Regions from separate parts of the Mus musculus genome. Here region 1 is linked to region 2. The links are chromatin contacts, called in public HiChIP or PLAC-seq maps. All regions are on one chromosome and are shown on one strand. The core of a region is the stretch at or near the end of the contact, and the rest is flanking DNA. Distances in the headings are between cores, read along the strand shown. Region 1 has its middle 27 kb from the start of Pex10. Region 2 overlaps Ttc34 (tetratricopeptide repeat domain 34).

Region 1 (2,700 bases), core at 121-2,620, 180 kb after region 2:
CACATGATGGCTCACAACCATCTGTAACGAGATCTGACGCCCTCTTCAGGTGTGTCTGAAGACAGCTACAGTGTACTTACATATAACAATAAGTAAATCAAAAAAAAAAAAAAGAAGAAGAAGAAAAGAAAAGAAAAGAAAAGAAAAGAAAAGAAAAGAAAAAAGAATGTCAGCCAGCTAGAGCCAGCATGTGTGGTGGCACATGCCTGAAATCCCTGCACTTGGGAGGCTGAGGCAGGAAGACTGGAGTTCAAGGCCAGCCTGAGCTACAGAATGATACCCTGTCTTGATTTTAAAAACAAAACAACAACAACATCCAGTTCACTTCTTCACAAGGCTGTTCCTCTGCCTTGGAAGTAGGTCTGCGTAGATTATGCATGTGTGTGTAGGTTATATACACATACTCACGAATGTGTATGTATCCATGTATGTGCATGCATCCCAGAGGATCTAGCAAAGAGGAAAGATGAGGTAATACAGGCCATAAGCCCACAGGACGCAGATGAACTGGGATCTGTGGGGGCCTTTCCAGCAGTCTCTGATGGCATGAAGCATCTGCTCCATAGTCTAATCAGCCGGTCAGTCTCTCCAAAGTCCCTCTTATTTGTCATAAGACATGACTCCTCCTGCCATGCCCTGCCCGCTGGGAGCTGATACCCAGCAGGAGCTCAGAAACCAGGTGTGGGGAGCCTGCTCCAATGTGTTGGGGTGGAGACCCCAGAAATGAGCTTGAAAGCTGCAAGGAGAACAGAACAGATGGGGAAGGAAGAGAGGAGCAAGAGCAAGGGGTGGGAAGCTCTGTGCCACGGTGGGCACTGCTGCTCCGTCCTCAGACTCCCGCTTCAGCACAGCCCTGGGAGGAGGGTATAGGCACACACACAGACACACATAGACATCCACACACAGACACACACACATAGACAGACACACACATACAGACACACACACACACACACACACAGACGCATACAGAGGCAGACAGACAGATACATGCACACACACATAGACACAGACATGCACACACAGAACATGCACACACAGACACACACACATGCATATACGCAGACACACACACACATTTGCACATAAGGCTACAGAAGCAGGAGTCTGGGAAAGCTCCTTGTCAGGTTCACCCTCAACCCAGAGAACTCTGGGAGGCCAAGGGGCACTGAAACCCCACAACTCTGAATCCTTCCCCACTGCCCAGCATGGCTAGCCCTTGGCAGGACTGGGTGGTAGAACACGCCTCCTTTGTCCCTTTGTGTTGGGCAGGCAGAAAGGACAAAAGCTCACTCCCGGCTGGCTAGCTGCTGCCACTGGAGACGTCTCCAGGAGCCCTTCCTCCGTCTGCCTGCGATGCTGCCTGTTATACAACAGACCTAAGAATAATCTAAAGGGCGGTCGCAGATGAGCGCCTCGCCCTGGGACCCCTCCAGCTGGGGAGGTGGGAGGAACCACTGGAAAAGGGCTGTGCTCCTTATTCAAGACTCAGTCTGTGTGGAGGCCATGTGCCCTCTGCCCTGTGGCTCCCCCATCTCTAGCACCTGGGAGACCTACTGCATGCAATCCTGGTTCCCTTCCCCATCCACAGCTCAGGGTGACCAGGGAGTCCAGAGGCTCCACGGCCACCTGTGCCTACAGATCTTGGGGTCAAGAGTCCTGGCCAAGAGATGGCAGCTGCAGTTTTGGCTGGACATATTGATGCCTGGGCCCTAGAGGACAACCCGGCAGCCAAGGGCAGACAGAGCCCAGAAAGCTACACTGGGAGCTGCAGTGGTACAGGAAGAGGGGTAGGCAGCACTGGTCTCCAGCCCACTCTGAGGTACGGGAGGTGGCCCGTTCCCTCTGCAGCTCCTCCACTGCAGCAGGTGGCAGGCAGCCTTCAGGTTACTGGCACAAACTCTGGACCAGGCTCACTACCCCTCCCTCCCGGGAGCAGGAGGCAGGGCGGGTGCAATGCTTGGCAGATAATGAAGTAGTCCTGTTAGGTGCAGAGTAACTGAGTCTATACAAATTGGCCCGTAGCTCTTCATCTATTGCAGGCATTAAAAATTAAAATCCAATTACAACTCATATTGTCGAACCTGGCTGCTGCCGATTACAGCAAGCCGAGTGTGGGGTGGGGGATTATTGTAACCTGAACTACTGGTGGTGGTGCTGAGAACCCCAGGCACCAGGGCTTCCTATCCCTGGGAGGGCCTGCAGGAGGCCTCTCTCACTTGTAAGGAGCAAGACCTGCAGGAGTCCCAGGACCCAGAGGCCTAGCCTAAGCAGCAAGGAGGAGAATTCCTACCTAGTTCCCCAGTGGAGAACCCACCCTTACTAAACACTCTCTGGACCCACACCCGGCTGTTACCTAATGGCAATGTACCAGTCCTACAGAGGGTGACACAGAGCAGGCCTGCCTCCGTCTCAGGCTTACTCGGCCTCCTGGATGGGCAAAATTGCAGGGCGTCAAAGCTACCAAACCAACCCCTGGAGCTCCAAATGGCGGGCGCACACTGTCCAGCCACTATTGGCCAACTCCAACCTCTCCTGTCCCAAGAGTGTGAGGGGTCAGCTGTCTTACACTGGACAAGGACACTAAAAGGCTGGGCCTTAGGGAGTCCTCAGGTAAGTTGATGGCACACACTAGCTGCCGCGTGAGTCTCTCTCAGTCTCTCTCGTTCTAGCTAAAATCCAGTCCTTCCTTCCCATGGG
Region 2 (2,700 bases), core at 102-2,601:
GCCACCAGGACTGGGCAGGGAACACTGGTGGTGGTGGGTTTCTCAACCAGTCTGTGCAAACCGGTTACTTGTTGATGCGCTGGCCTCGGGGATGTGGCAGTGTGCTCCCCACACCCATCCTCAGACCCTGGGGAGTGTCCATAACTGTAACTCTCCACTTAACAATGTGGAGGGGGCAGACACCTAGTCCACCCACTCTTCGGGTAAGGACTTCAGATAACTGAAGCGCCTCCTTTCTGGACCCTCTAACTGTCTCTGTTTCCTACAGACAAGTGCTGAGTTCCAAGAAGGCAAAACAGCAAAAACGTCCAGGAATGGTGACCCTTAAAAGTCAGAGTCGGAACCCCAGCTTCACAGAATGGGCTGGGTGGGGCTACATCCCTGAAAAGGAAACTAAAGCCCATCACTAAAAGTCAGGGCAGAAAGGAATAGAAATAAACTTCCATTTGAGCTGAGAGGTGATGCCTACAAGAGTCACTCTGAGGGAGCAATGCTGGGTGGCACCGGGAGCTGCTGGCTGTGGTGCTGGCACAAGTCCTGTAGCATCACTCTCTGGGTGCCCATGGGCTCGGAGTCATCCTTGTGGTTCTCTGGAGCCCTGGATTCTAGCAGACTTTGGGGAGATGCCCTGAGCTGACATAGCGAGCTGTAGGAAGTCAGGCTCACACCTGTTTCTGTCCCTAGGTGAGCACCTGGCGGCCCTGCTGATCACCCGAGCGGCCGCCACCTTCTTCCAGGATGGACCAGCTGGGGACATGCTGCGGGACCTACAGGAGGCCTTCTGCGAGAGCCCCGCCGGCGCACGGAAGCAGTTCCAGGCCCTGCTGTCCGCGGAGGACCGCGAACGCCTGCAGGCACAGGCGCAGGAGGCCGCGGGCCTGGGCTTTGCCCGCTTCCTGGAGGCTGTGCGAAGCCGCGAGCTGCGCCGGGATGCGGACCGCGAGCTCTTGGTTCCCGTGACGCGCGCGCTCCGCGTCCTGCTTCGCGTGGCACCTGCCCGACGGCGACCAGCGCTGGGCATCCGCCTGGCCGAGTGCCTGCTGCTGGCCGGGGACGTGGCGGGGGCTCGCGCGCAGTGTGAGCGCCTCCTCCGTCCCAGGCGTCCGGGGGAGCGCGCGGGGGACCGCACCGGAGAGCACGCGCCGCTGCTAGCGCTGCGCGGCTTCTGCGCGCTGCACGCGGGCGATGCGCGGCGCGCGCGCGAGGACTTCCAGGCCGTGGTGGAGCGCGCGGCGCCACACGCGGGAGGCTGCGTGCGCGCGCTGTGCGGCCGAGGGCTGCTACGCGTGCTGGCGGGTAGCGCCTTCCTGGGCGCGCTGGACTATGTCACCGCCTGCCGGCTGCGACCAGAGGAGGCGCTGCTGATCGCCAAGGCCTACGTGCCCTGGAACCAGCGAGGGCTGCTGCTGACCGTGCTGCGGGAGGAGGGCCGCAAGATGCTGCTGCGCTCGCCGAGCTACGCGGGGAAGGCTGCGCAGGCGCAGGAGGGGTGAGAACCTGCGCCGCGCCGGAGGTGGGGAAGCTAGCAAGGAAAGTCTGATATTTGCGCTGGGATCCGCTAGATGGCTTCCCTATGCCAAGTTCGGGATCTGGATCCAGGGCTGAGATCTCAGGATCCCCGGTCTCAGAAAGTAGTGCCCTGCGGGCGTTCTCCGCTTAAAGTTAGGAACAAGCTGGAGGTGTTGGCTCACACCTGCAATACCAGCACTTGGGAGATTGGTACAGGAGGACAGCCTGAGCTCCACAGTGAATTGCAGGCCAACCTGGGCTACATACAGAGTGAGACTTTGTCTCAAAAACACAAAATGCAAACAAACCAGAAAGTCAAAATCGAAAGGGGCAGGGAGCAGGAGAAATGGCTTAACAGTTAAGCGTGAGTGCTGATAGCCTAGTTTCCAGCAGCCTGCCTTAGGTAGCTCACCTCAGCCTATAACTCCAGCTTCAGAGGAATTCCATGCCTCTGGCCTTCAAGGGCACTTGCCCTCATATACGTACATACTCACACATGCTCTCACACACAATGTTTAAAATAATTTTCTTGTTTTATTTTTTTAATTTTTTTATTTGCTGGACTGTATGTGTATCACGTGTGTGCAGTGCCAGCAAAAGCCAGAAGAGGGCGTCAGCTCTTGGGAATTACAATTGCGGTCACCAGGTGGATGCTGGGAATCGAACCCCAGTCTTCTGGGAAAGTGCTTTTAACCACTGAGGCGCCTCTCTGCCCTCTCCCCACCACTACCACACACACTTTTTCCTTTTTAAATGGAAAAAAACAAAATCCTTGAACATTAGTTCCCTGCCGTATATAGTTCTGGTTGTTTCTTTTTGTGCATAATGTCTCAAAATGCAGAGTTTTTGCTGAAGCTGAAGCTCGTCCCACCTGCAGTAGATAATGAGTTTTAAGTTTCTCTTTGTTGCTAAATGCATTTGTGACACCTTGTCTCCACAACTCTTTGTCTTAAAGGGGGGACAGGTGTAGCTCTGGCTCAGTGGGCAGCTCCAAGGAAGGGTCTTTGATTTCAATTGCTGCCTCCCCTCCCCTCCCAGACACACGTAACACACTGCTGCCTGGTGTGTGCACCTCCAGCTGCCTAGCCCTCCCCCACCACTGTCAGTCCACACCCCACACCTCCCCATGAGCTTCCTCTGCCCTGGTGTGAATTGCTATTATGTTTCTTTGTGATGAACCCAGCAAAGCTA

The links. HiChIP or PLAC-seq counts read pairs in DNA pulled down with a chosen protein or histone mark.
Region 1: an H3K4me3 HiChIP or PLAC-seq map of forebrain shows a contact between it and region 2, with 2.2 times the contacts expected there. The contact joins two enhancer-like sites. A contact is called at or near these places in 12 of 39 promoter capture datasets (the C10 cell line, the HPC-7 cell line, cranial neural crest and 9 more), 7 of 484 Hi-C or Micro-C datasets (the 3T3-L1 cell line, bone marrow-derived macrophages, cortical neurons and 3 more), 11 of 115 datasets of contacts at active chromatin or transcription factors (bone marrow-derived macrophages, craniofacial prominence, embryonic basal ganglia and 6 more) and 3 of 9 other capture datasets (adipose tissue, liver and pancreatic islet).

What each region holds. Positions count from the first base shown.
Region 1 is chr4:155,039,066-155,041,765 of GRCm38.p6, forward strand. It overlaps a transcript of Plch2 not described here. Among named protein-coding and RNA genes, the nearest start is that of Pex10, 27 kb to the right of the region's middle. Within about 2 kb of position 1,371, at least 28 of the 459 cell types and tissues checked have an H3K27ac peak or open chromatin away from gene starts, as enhancers often do. A contact at or near this core is called in cortical neurons and forebrain, where this site is marked.
Region 2 is chr4:154,854,955-154,857,654 of GRCm38.p6, forward strand. Ttc34 (tetratricopeptide repeat domain 34) reads left to right here. Exons shown (of 9, transcript NM_172878.4): 3 at 685-1,489. Among named protein-coding and RNA genes, the nearest start is that of Mmel1, 13 kb to the right of the region's middle. Within about 2 kb of position 1,352, at least 95 of the 459 cell types and tissues checked have an H3K27ac peak or open chromatin away from gene starts, as enhancers often do. A contact at or near this core is called in cortical neurons and forebrain, where this site is marked.